Regions from separate parts of the Sus scrofa genome. Here region 1 is linked to region 2. A link is a contact called in public Hi-C data. All regions are on one chromosome and are shown on one strand. Each heading gives the region's core, a stretch centred on a gene start, on an enhancer-like site or on the middle of the called end of the contact. The rest is flanking DNA. Distances are from core to core; before and after follow the strand shown.

Region 1 (5,925 bases), core at 1,404-3,903, 320 kb after region 2:
ATTTGCAAATTAAACCTCAATTACAGCTGAAAAAAAGTGGTAGGGGTGAGGAGGGGGAGGAGAGAAGAGTTAAACAACAAAGCCAAGATGTTAGATACCACTATTTTGCCTGCATAACCTCATCCATCCAATCAACCAGTTATTAAAACACTTAAAAGGAACATGCACTTTGAAAGGCGTGTTCTTACTTGGACAAAAGGCACACATTTTTAAGATGATTGCTTGGAACTATCTGATCTCAAAAAATCTAATTGATACTTGCTGAATTCATCCTCCCTGGACACCCTCCTCAGCAGTAACTGCTCACTGAATCAATCTCTCTAACTTCTGGGTCATTTGGGCCTCTAGCCATCACTCAGCTCTGACAAAGAGTCTCCAACCTGATCAAGACCAATTTATAGCCTTAAACAGCCTCTCTTGCCACATAAAATGAAAGTAAGGAAAATAATGGCTTGATGTGAAAAGCTGGGAAAATACACAGCCCACTGGAATGATGAAGCCATGCTCCAGATACAGTCTGGAGCCATATGCTTATCTCCTACCCTTCTGAATCAGAAACATAATTAAGAATATGTGTATATATATATATCTCACTTAGCATTAAACCCGGACCTTAGTTCCATCCTGTTCAACATAATGTAACTACCGCGAAAGAAAGACCACTGCTTAGAGAAAAACAATGCTGTATACAATGTGTACATCATTTGACAAATTGACCCTGTTATGCATCAGTTTCTTTTCTATAAAATAGGGATAATAATAGCTATCCTGACTAACTCACAGGGTCATTGAAAGGAGCAAATAAGATAGTGAATGTGAAAGTACTCACAAACTACTAAATTATTATTATGTAAGTTGCTCCTTCTTAGAACTTTTGAATTTTCTTCTAACTCATACTTTAATTATAAAGTTAGAATACCCAGATACAGAACATCTAAATTAACAGTATTTTGGAGACGGTGATAGACAAATAATGGAAAATATTGATTAGGACAATGGGTCAGAACATATCAAGTTAGTCTCAGAATTACAGTAGAATTCTAATGAAAAACTAGGCCGCTAAGGGCTTACTCTTTATAGACACAGGCCAGTTCCCCCAACTCATGCAAACACCAAGCTATATATACTGTGCTACTTTTAGGTGAATAACTAGGGATAAGTTGAGTCTGGAGGTGCAAAGGGGAGGGACTTCCCAATCTTCATTATCAGGCTGTTCCCCAATCCTTTTAACAAACACTCCTACTCTTCATGCCTGGCCTAGTTAATCAAAACTATTCCCAGTAAGAAAATGGCTGTCAAAGATTTTTTGGGGGGGTACAGTCTAGTAACTATGAGAAACCAGTAGCATAGCTAGTCCTTCCCCACCACGAACTATTTTGAATGGATAGATTCAGAACTGAAAAAATCAGGTAGGATTTTGTTTCTCCCAAGACTCACTCACAGGCCTCACCCTCCAAGCTTCAGCTCTCATCTGTAAAATGAACTCCATCCCATTGCCAACGAAAGTACGAATGAGACAGGGCTTGGAAGGTGCCAGGAATGCTGTCTGATAAACACCAAATCCATCACTGTTTATAAAGTATTACGATAATCCCGTTATGCCCTCCCGCCTCAAGGAAATCGCTGGATTAAAACTGAAACCCCTAATCACTGAAAAAAGCAACGCTGAAGCGGGCCGGGAGTATCCGCACAGAATCTATTTTGAGGTGAGAGGAAGAAGGCCATCCTGCTCCCCGGGAGAGGAGGAAGCGGGAGAAGAGGATGAATGCAGGGTCCACGACGAGCCTACCTGTTGTTCCGGATGCTGACCAGCACGCACAGCACCAGCTCTAAGTAGGTGCGCAACACTTCTAGCCAACGGGATGAGAGCTGCAGGGCTTCGACTTCTTCCCCGCCAGTCCCGGTGTCGGCGCTGCCTCCATCGCCCGGGCCGCCGCCGCCGCTCAGGTAATTCTCCGCGGCGAACTCAACGCGCAGCTCTCGCACGAACCAGCCGCACTTGCGCATGAGGAATTCGAGCCGTGGCTGCTCCGCAGGCGAGACGCGGAGGCAGATGCGGAGCTGGGGCCAGAGAGCAGGATAGAAGAGGCACTCGCGCCAGTGCGAGCAGGAGGCCGAGGCCCGTAGCCGGTCGGAGGCGGACAGGAAGGAGAAGATGTGCACGATCAGCTCGCTGGGCAGCGACGCAGCGCCTGCCGCCTGCCCGCACAGAGCCATCCGGCCCCGCCGCCGGCTGCCGGTCCCCGGCCGCCTCCGCAATCCCCGGAGCAGCCCCCGCAGCCGTCGCAGCTGCTGCAGCCGCAGCCGCCGCCGCCGCCACCGCGCCACCCGGGCGGCCCCTGCTCGGGTTCCGGCTCCCGGTGGTCGGGGCTGCGGCACTGACAAGAACAACAACATCAATGACAAGGAAGAAGGGGGCGGAACCGTCGTAGGTCTCGGCGGAACCAAGTACAGCACAAGTTGCGGAGAGGGGGAAAGGCCTCTGCGGGGTTGGCCTCCAGACAGCCAGCCTGTGGCCTCTCAAACTTTACTCACGCGCGTCCGAGGCCTACACACTCAGGAACTTCAAAATCCTTGCTTTTACTGGTTAGGGGCCCGGAAGCGGCAGGACTAATTGTAAGGAAACGGCAGCCCTCCCCGCGCCTGGAGGCGGAGGCAGAGCAGTGGTAGGACCTGAGTTTGACGTCACCAGTGGTGGGAGGAGCCCGGCGTGATCCGGAGCTACTTCCGGAAGAAGGGAGCGCCCGGTTGCCGGTAGGAAAGGGAGACGCGGCACGTGACTCCTGACGCACGCAGGCTGTCGGGACGGGGGTGGGGAAGCGCTGGTGGTGCCGGTGTTGGGCGCCCCCTCCCGTCTCACAGAGACCGCCGAGTCCCGTCTTGTTTGTAAGTCGGTTAACTGGGGCGCTCAGGCAGTGTAAGTGGCGGAACTCGCGTTAGCGTAAGCGGGCGGTGACGCTTCTCATTATACGTTTTCCTGTTGCTGGGCTGAGGACTCAGAGCCAAAGTGCCGGCTTGGGTCTTTTTCAGCCTAACCTCCCCTCCCCCCTCCCCCGCAGAGAATTGTTGGGAGTTTCTGAGAAAAAGCCGCTAAGGCAGCAGGACCGGCGCCCTCGCGGGCTAACCCGAGGGGCTGGGTGAGGAGAGGAGAAGCGCGGGGAGGGGAGGCTGGACACAGGCCGCAAGCGGACCTTCCCTCGTGGTCAGACCTCGGAGTGGACAGTAGCGCACACCTGGGTGCGAGGGGAAGGAGTGAGGACAGCGCCACCCTTTGGATTTTGAGGGAGAAGAGAAAAAAAAAGGGCAAATGGGTTAGATCTGTTGGTTGATAATTAGTCTCTTATCCAGAGATTGAGGGAGACTGAGTTCCAGGTTTGGGGGCTCTAATTGTAAAGAAGTTTGTTGTTATGGTAAAGGTTTTCTTTAGCTCGGCGCCCGGTTTTTGAGGGAGGGATTTTTCGAAAGAGTGTCCTAACTTTATCACAACTCGGGAAGTAGTTAGTTAACTGACTGTAAGGAGCAGTGAAGTCAGAAAGAAATAAGCGATTTTATGTAATAATTGAGGATCGCTTTAATGAGGCTGCCGCTTCAAAGCCTTAACTAGGGTCTTGGAACAGCCGTGTTTATTTGTGGCTAACTCTCAGAAGCTGTTCTCCTGGATATTTTTAGCCCTCTGAGGGCAAAACTCTCCATTCATAATGCTTCCATGCCTTTTGATGCCTAGCACAGGCCCGTTACCAATAATATTGTGTTGGTACCTCAGTTATCTTCATTTCGGTACCTGTGGGGGGGGGGAAGCTATCATTCATGGTAGGTCACTTCTCTGAACCTCTTGTCTGTAAGAGATTTTTCTATGCAGTTATTATTATATCTTATGAATGGATTAATGAGCATTAATGGAAACAGCAGTGAATTAGGAAGTTGAGGCTTGGATTTAAATTTTTTATTTTTTAAAAGCATTCATTTTTTGGGGGGGGGGCTTGTCTTTTTAGGCCCGCACCCGCGGCATATGGAGGTTCCCAGGCTAGGGGTCCAGTTGGAGCTGTAGCTGCCGGCCTACACCACAGCTCACGGCAGCCCTGGATCCTTAACCCACTGAGCGAGGCCAGGGATGGAACCGGCAACCTCATGGTTCCTAGTGGGATTCGTTTCTGCTGCACCTCCATGGGATCTCCATCATTGAAATATTTTGAGTGACCCATGGACATCTAGATTTCCCACTTAATAGTAATTAAGTGTGCATCTCTTTAAAAGCGTATTATTACATAACAAAACTATCACACTTGAAAAACTTCTGTTGTCTAATAACCCATCTTCAAGTTTATCTAGTTATTTTCCAAATGTTTGTTATAGATGTTTTATCCAAACCAAGATCCGGTTGCATAGGCCGGCAGCTACAGCTCCGATTTGACCCCTAGGCTGGAACTTATATATGCCATGGATGCTGCTCTAAAAAGACAACCCCCCCCCCAAAAAAAAGGAAGTTCCCCTTCGAGGCTCAGCAGTAAGGATCCCAACTAATATCCAAATCAGGATCCAAGTAAGGGCCACACTTGTTTTAGTTTGTATTTAAAGCTTCTTTTAATCTAGAATAGTCACCCTCTTCCCAGCACTCATTTTTGGGGTCTCTCTGATTAGTTAATTACAGGAGGCTTATTGTGCTGTAGAATATCTCCCATCTGTAATTGTTTGGCTACTTTCTCTTGGTGTTTAGCTTACTACTCTAGTCCCTGAATTTCTAATAAACCTACATATTAATGTTAAAGGCTTGATTAGGTTGGTGACATCTTGATCTCCCTCCTTATAAAGTTTTGTGTTTTGTTTTTCTCTAAGTAATCTGTGAGATGTTATTTTCTACAAATGTCCAACTCCTCCATCAATGATTCACTTAATAGCCTTAACAATAATTGATAATTCTTGCCTGAATCATAATTTTATTATGAGTTGCAAAATAATAATTTCTAAGTCTTTTGTTCCATTTATATTTATTAATTTTCATTCTTCTGGATAGGAGAAGCTTTCTTTAACAAACTGGCAACATTTAGTTACCCTGAAATACAGCTCCTATTCTCCTATTGAAAAGACAGGAAAAAATGCCTAGTTCTTTTTCTTTTATTACCCATTTTGAAAGTAAGTTCTTTGGCCTCAAAGAGTGATGAATGAGTTTTTCTAGTTTTTATTTTTTCTGAATATCAAATTCTCATGGATTTTTAAAATGTTTTAATTTTCCTTTTTGATCCTTAAATTTTGATACTTCTAGAACACCTCACAAAGAAGTGTATGTGATTAATATTACAATTTTAAAAAATTCCTTGAGCATTTTTAGTAGAGGTAATACTGTACTGAGTGGGAGGGTAAGCTGGATTTTGATCTTTTTTTCTTTTTTGCTTTTGTAGTAATATAGCTGGGTGACATTTAAACACGTTGCTTAACCCTTTGGGGCCTCACTTATCTTCGTCTGTCAAGTAGAGAGTTTTTGCAAGGTTCCCTGCAGCTGATGTTCTCTGACTTTTTAAAAATCTGTTTTATGGAGATACATTTTTCATATGTAATTCGTTTCAAGTATACACATCAACAGTTTAGTAGTTTTATCAAATTTTACAACCATCACTGTAAATAAGTTTTATTTTTTTTATTTTTATCTTTTTGTCTTTTTGCCATTTCTTGGGCCACTCCCGTGGCATACGGAGGTTCCCAGGCTAGGGGTCGAATCGGAGCTGTAGCCACTGGCCTACGCCAGGGCCACAGCAATGTGGGATCCGAGCTGCCTCTGCAACCTACACCACAGCTCACGGCAACGCCGGATCATTAACCCACTGAGCAAGGCCAGGGATCGAACCCACAACCTCATGGTTCCTAGTGGGATTTGTTAACCACCGAGCCACGACGGGAACTCCCTGTAAATAAGTTTTAGAACATTTTCAT
Region 2 (6,457 bases), core at 529-3,028:
TTCCTTCTTGACAGCTCAGGAGTTCAACAAACTATGTTTTACTGTTTAACTACTGCTAATAAGGCTGTTGATAATGACATTGGTGAACACTGCAATGATAACTGTACCTGCCTCTTGAAAAAGCAAGTCAGCAGCACCAGGTAGCAGAATTTTATTATTAAACTGACATCAAAATCTTCAGAAATTAAGGAAAACTACAAATCTTACTTTCCCAGCAAATTCTAAAACAGCAAATTCAAAAAAAAAAAAAAAGTATCTTGCTATCCTTCAAAAGCAGTGCAAAAGAGCTGTAAAAATCTACAAGAAGGTGAAACAAATGATACCACATGGAGACATTCATTACTGTTGTGTTAATTAACCCTTCCAGAAGTCCCTAAAATGTCAGATCTGTACTACCCCACACATTCTACAGAAGATGAGAAGCAGGCTGTGTGACCTTACAATAGCACACACCGCCTGCCCTGGGCTTCCATGATCTTCCATCTCCCTCTTTCTAAAGCCCGGAGACTAAACCTCCAAACATGAGTGTCAATTGGTCCCCTTAGCCCCGCTGGGGGGAAAACACTAGGCTAAGCAAAATGCCTTCAGGATTTCACGGCAAAGCCCTTTCAACCAAAGAAAGGATCACGACCTCGGAGAAAGATATTAAGGTCTGCCTAAGGAAAGGAGGTCTAGAAGAAGAGGCCGCTGCTGGTGTCTAAAGAGGAGCTGACACCAGATTTCTTGGGAAGTAAGAGCATCATGAAATAGACTATCTGAAAGACGAGTTGAGTAAGGGAAGAGCTTCAGCTAGGCGGTGAGCAGGTCCGCTAGGAAGAGGAGTGGGCAGCGATGGATCTGCCTTGGAGCTGGGGGTCGCAATGGGTTTAGAGGGCAAGCGTAAACGGATCTGAGGAACTGTGATTGGGTCAGCTCACAGGAGGATGCAACAGTCTCGAGGCCCCATTTAAGAGTACTACGAGAGTCCGAAGAGGGTTCTAGTGGGGTGTGATGGGGTGAGAGGCCCGAGACTAACACCAGGAGAGGTTGGAGCGCCGGAATGGTGCCTGGCCAAAGGAATACACGATGGGTGGGGTCCACTGGGTACCCGGGGCAGCGATCGGGTGTCAGGGAGGCTCCAGCGCAGACTAGCTCGCGGGGCGTCTCCGCTGGGGCGGGGCGGGGCGGCCCCGCAGGAGCCAAAGAGAGAGACCGAGACGTGGGCCGGGCTGGGCGGCAGGGCCGCTGGGCGGCTTGGGCGGGTCTTACCTCGGGCTCCGCCGCGGTGGCCACCGCAGCCCCCTCCTCTTCGGCGGAAGCCGCCTCCCAAACTCGGCCCCAGGGTCAGGCCGGAGGAGACAGCAGAGGCCAAGATCACCAAGGGTCGGACGGCTCCGGGAGGGTGGGCCCAGCTGCCTTAGGGTCCGGGCGAGCGGCCGCCGCGCATCCCCCGCCCTGTCAGAGAGACTCCGCCCGGCCTGGGCAGGCACATCCCCGGCCGCACCCGCCCTGAGACCACGCGTTCAGTCGCCGCCTCAACCGCTACTGCCGCCTCTGCGGGTGTCGCGGGTGCCTCCACCGCCGCCTCTCACCACCCTTGCTGTTCACTCAGCAGCCACAGTCAACCGCCACCACGTACCAGTCCGCTCGGGCCCGCGCGCCCCCGACCCCGCGCACGCGGCCCCGCCCCGCACGACTCCTCAGCTGCAGAAGAGCAAGCGCGCGCGCACTTACCTCCCACGCCCCCTACCGCCCTCGGGAGCCAGCCTGCTCGCCCGACTCCGCCCCCGCACGTGATGCCGCCAGCAAGTACAGCATGCGCTTGCGTGGACACGCCCCATTTCGTCCGCTTCAGGCGGCCCCGCCCAAACTTTTCTTCCTCACCTTACGGCAGAGTTGGGAACTCTGCCTTAGGTTTTATCTCTTCTAGAGAGGGATGTCGCAATGTTGGGCTAGAAAACTCTGGGTTTACGACTGCAGCTCTCGCTTTCCGGCCAATACCGAGGTGCCTGAAGGCTGGCTGGGGAGGTGAGGCCCGAGGCAGGTAAGAAGCCTCCTCCCCACTTCGGTTTGTCGGTCGGTGTGTCTGGGCAGGAGATCGTTTTGCCGCCCACGCAGTTCTAGCGTCTCCACACCCACTCCCCAATTCTGGCTCAAAATTCTTAGCGCCGCCTCCTTAGCGCCCCCCCCTCCCGCCCCCGTTTCCACACACACACGCCCTTTCCCCAGCATTTCCCCGCCCCGGACCTCCGTTTCCTAGTACTTCTTTCTTTTCATCCCTCAGACTTTTTACTGAGCACTTTCCGTGCATTAGACTCCAGAAAGTCAGAAGCAAATGAAATAGTCTCAAGTGTTTCGAAGTATGTTGGAGACGATGAGAGAATCCTCCGTGATAGTAAAGTAAAATTATAATAGAAAAAAAAAAAAAAGCACAAGGTATTCTTTGAGCGTAGAAGAGGGACCACCTGATTGTGTATGACTTGAGGAAACCCTCTGGGTCACTCTTAATTTGTGTTAGAAAGCTAATGAGCAGTAGCTGGTTAAAGCGGTATAAGAGATAGAAGCAGAGGGAATGATGGGTACAAAAATATTTTTGACAGTACTGGCGCTGAAATAAAAAGAGGAATAGAATACAGTTAGCGAAAACCACGTGGCGTAAGTTACTCACTCTTTGAGTAATAAAGAGTTATAAAGTAATGAGGTGAGGGACAAGCGTGTGGGCCAGAACAGTGTTTTCTTTTAAGGTGGTTATGAAGTGTACCATAACCAAGATGTGGACAGTTTATGAGTGAGAGTGGGTAATTTACAGAACCAGGAGCGGTAGTGGAATTAAATCTTGTATGCACATTAGAGTCACCTGGGATTCTTTTAAAAAGTAAAACCAGGCGTTCCCATTGTGGCTCAGCAGTAATAAACCCTACTGCCCTCCATGAGGATGCAGTTGAATCCCTTCCGCCATTCAGTGGGTTAAGGATACAGGATTGCCATGAGCTGTGGTGTAGGTCACAGACACAGTTGGCATCTGGTGTGGCTATGGCATTGGCCAGCAGCTGCAGCTCCTATTCGATCACTAGCCTGGCAACTTCCATGTGCCACGGGTGCAGCTCCAAAAAGGAAAGAAAAAAGTAAAACAAATGAAGTTGCTCCACCTGAGGCCAATTAAACAAATCCAGGCATCAGTTTTGGTTGTTTTTGTTTTTTTAAAGTTCCTGAGGTGACTCCAATGCTGCAGGTTGAGAACCACCAAACTATAGCAAAGGAAAGTTTGGGAAGTAGGGGAAGGCAGAAGGTTGATGTAGTTGGCGCTGTAATGTTAAGTTGGGAGTCATTTGATGAGAGTTCAGGATGGCATGAGACCCTTGAAAGTTTTGAATAACTACTCTGGGTAATGGGAGGAGTCACTCCTGCTTTCTCTTTAGCACAGTTTCATCCTTCAGTCTTAATCAGGCCCATTTCGGTTACTGCTCTTTCCTCTGTCTTTTCCTTCTGTCCAAGTTTTATCAGCTGGGGATCCAGCCTTAGAGCTCAGGGGAATCCTCATTTCTATCCCCCACAAGATCAGAGTTAAGCCAATTGATGAGATTCAAAGACTGACTTCACTCCCATAGAGATTACTATATACAGTGCCTTGCCAATTTAGAATCTGCCTTTTATTATTTATTTCATCAACCATTTAAGTTAGGAATGAGAAAGATTTAAGTTTCAGCCCTATTAGGACTTCACAGTATTAGGGAAAACAAACCTTTAGAAGAATTCACTTGGCAGACAGATAAGGTCTGTATAAGGCAAAGCCCTAGCTAGTCCGTGCTACTGTATTAACTGTGGTTAATTAAAAAACTTGTCTATCTGCTACCAGATAAGAGAAGGTCACTATTGTCTAAAATACTAGGGTTTAGTATGAAAAGTAGGGGTAGGACGGAGATAAAGATGATAAAGTGGATGTGAACAGATAATGAACTTTGAATTCCATGCTCAAGTGTTTAGGTTATATTTACTATGAGCAATTAATAGGTCTAAATACCAAAAGTAAAAGTAATTTCTCTTGTGTCATGGACCACTTGGTCAGCCTGACCTGTGGATCCTATCTCAGAATAAGAATAATGTTTTTAAATATATAAAATAAAATACATAAAAACATAAGTGAGATCTTTTTCATTGAAAGTTTTAAAAATATTAAAACAGATAAGAGATGTAGTTACATATGTGCTTAACTACACATTAAATAATATTTGGCAGCAGGACTGATTTTGTATTTTCAAAACAATGATGAGTATAAATTGTATTTTGAGATACCTGTAAGATTTTAGGAGATTCCCTGGCTAGTGGTCAAATTAGAGCTGTAGCCTCTGGCCTACACCGCAGGCATGCCAGATCTGCAACCTACACCACAGCTCACAGCAACCCCTGATCCCACTGAGTGGGAGTAGGAGTTGAACCTGTGTCCTCATGGATACTAGTCAGATTCGTTTCCACTGAGCCATGACAGGAACTCCTAAATCTAAGGATTTTAAGTGAGAGCATGACAGATCAAATCTGTTTCAGAAAGATGCTTGAGCAAGGTTCACCTCTCAGCCTCTCTCTGGGAATAGAGAACTGGCTATTCTCTTTTCCTATGCCTTAGTTATAGTAACCAGTAGTAATCCACTGTTGCCTAAGAATTTGGGCCTACAAGAGAACTAAGCTTGTGGCTATATATGGGAGAAGTACAAGGAAATAAATTGGGAAAGATAGATTAGGGCTGTTTTTATGGAATTTATTTAATGCCATGCTGTAGTTAGTACTTAATTTGCTAGACAGTGGAGAAACACTAAATATTTAGAGCAAAATAACACAGTTCCATTTGGAAAATAAACTAGAAGTAATGTGTAGGTTAGATCATCAGAAGAGAAAATAGGAATGAAGAGACTAGACCAATAAATAATTGACATTTTTAAAAACTAAATTTTATCATAAAGTGATCTCTAAAAGAGTGCTGAATTTATTTCCACAGTGTGACTGACCAATCTAAAGAAAAAGATTGGAATAAATTACATACCTTTCAACAAGGATGTGCACACCAGGTAGAAGTTAATTAGCATTTTATGTGGTCACAAGGCTAGTGCATTCTATAATGTTAGAACTTCTGATAAGCAATGGCTTTACCACATATCTAAGTTCTTAGATGTTGCTAGTACCTTTCTTGGTTAAATTCCATCTACAACTTTAAGTCCTGACTTTGTAAGGTCAAAACTTCTCTCTCCTTGCCAATTCCTGAAACCTCTTGGGTGAGTAAAATGCACTAGTAAACAAAAAGGAAGTCCTCAAGGCCCATGTAACCCATCTCTTTGGAAACTGACCATTGCTAGACTATGTAAAACTCCCCAAATCCCAGCTAGTCCCCAAATTATGTGCTTTTTTTAACCATGTTATTCAGAAAAATCGAAGAATTATCCTCTGGCAAAGGGGGTTAAGGATCTGGTGCTGTCACTGCAGCAACTCGGGTTTGATCCCTGGCTCTGATACTTCCACATACCACAAGCATGGCCAAAGGAAAAAAAATTGAACTTGAGATCCAGGTATTACTAATCCAAATGAGAAATGTGAAGTTAAGTAACTTTTTGGAGCCAGATTTTCCAAGAGACTACCTTCTTCAGCATGACTAGCCTTTATTGACTTTGTTCATCTAACTATTGGAGACCATTTGGGTAATGATATGTCAGTTTACGAAAAGGCTGCTGTTTACACCATGTGTATAGTAAGGGGAGAAAAATGTGACACAGTTTAGAGAGAATACCTTTGAATTAGAAGTGGTGAACTGAGAATAAAATTCTTTTTTGGTCAGCGATCCCTTAGCCATTGAGAGCCATGCCTAATAATTAACAGAGCAATAAATGGAGAGCTTTGGTGCCAGAAGAAATCCTACAAGGTTACTTAGTCTATCTCCCTGGCCCAAGGTAGGGCCAGATGGAATTTATGACAGTTAAGTTACCAAGCATCATCATCGTACCAAGTGGTTTTTCTACTTTGAGAGCTGAATTCCTCTATTTGTAAAATATTCATGTTAGAGGTATTTTGCTCAAGTTTATAAATAACTTATTGAGAAATATTCCTGTGTTTATAATTTTTGTGCTTTAGGAGTTTTTCAAAATATATTTCATTTACAGAGAATATATTCATTTATTAGACCTTCTCCAGTTTGTTAAGCACCAAAGACAACAGGGATGAGTAAAATCTAGTTCTGTTTTCAATAGGGGTATGTAAATATTGATGGTAATTTTTCATGCCATTTTATACAAATCTCTGGATGGTTTAGGCTAGCATTAAAAGGAAGCATTTAATTAGGGGAAATTGAAACCAAAAAATAAGGCTTCAGCTTCCTTCCTGAAAATGTTTCTGCTTATGCTGCCTTGAAAATCACAGTTGGCCTTGGCTGTGATTCTTTCTGTGAACTTGCAAATGGAATCATCCATTAGAAGTTGAACATAATCTAATTTTAATA

What was found. A called contact is a pair of places that touch in the nucleus more often than the background predicts.
Region 1: a Hi-C map of liver shows a contact between it and region 2, with 5 times the contacts expected there. The contact joins the promoter of FBXO33 here to the promoter of MYO9A in region 2. A contact is called at or near these places in 3 of 47 Hi-C or Micro-C datasets (alveolar macrophages, heart right ventricle and liver) and 1 of 2 datasets of contacts at active chromatin or transcription factors (alveolar macrophages).

The regions. Positions count from the first base shown.
Region 1 is chr1:169,913,203-169,919,127 of Sscrofa11.1, forward strand. It overlaps FBXO33 (F-box only protein 33), which reads right to left and starts at 2,654. Exons shown (of 4, transcript XM_001926592.7): 1 at 1,790-2,654. The coding sequence starts at 2,397. It overlaps LOC102162695 (a long non-coding RNA gene), which reads left to right and starts at 2,598. Exons shown (of 12, transcript XR_002338918.1): 1 at 2,598-2,886.
Region 2 is chr1:169,594,993-169,601,449 of Sscrofa11.1, forward strand. MYO9A (unconventional myosin-IXa) reads right to left here and starts at 1,779. Exons shown (of 44, transcript XM_021100912.1): 1 at 1,714-1,779. It overlaps SENP8 (sentrin-specific protease 8), which reads left to right and starts at 1,824. Exons shown (of 2, transcript XM_013992369.2): 1 at 1,824-2,023.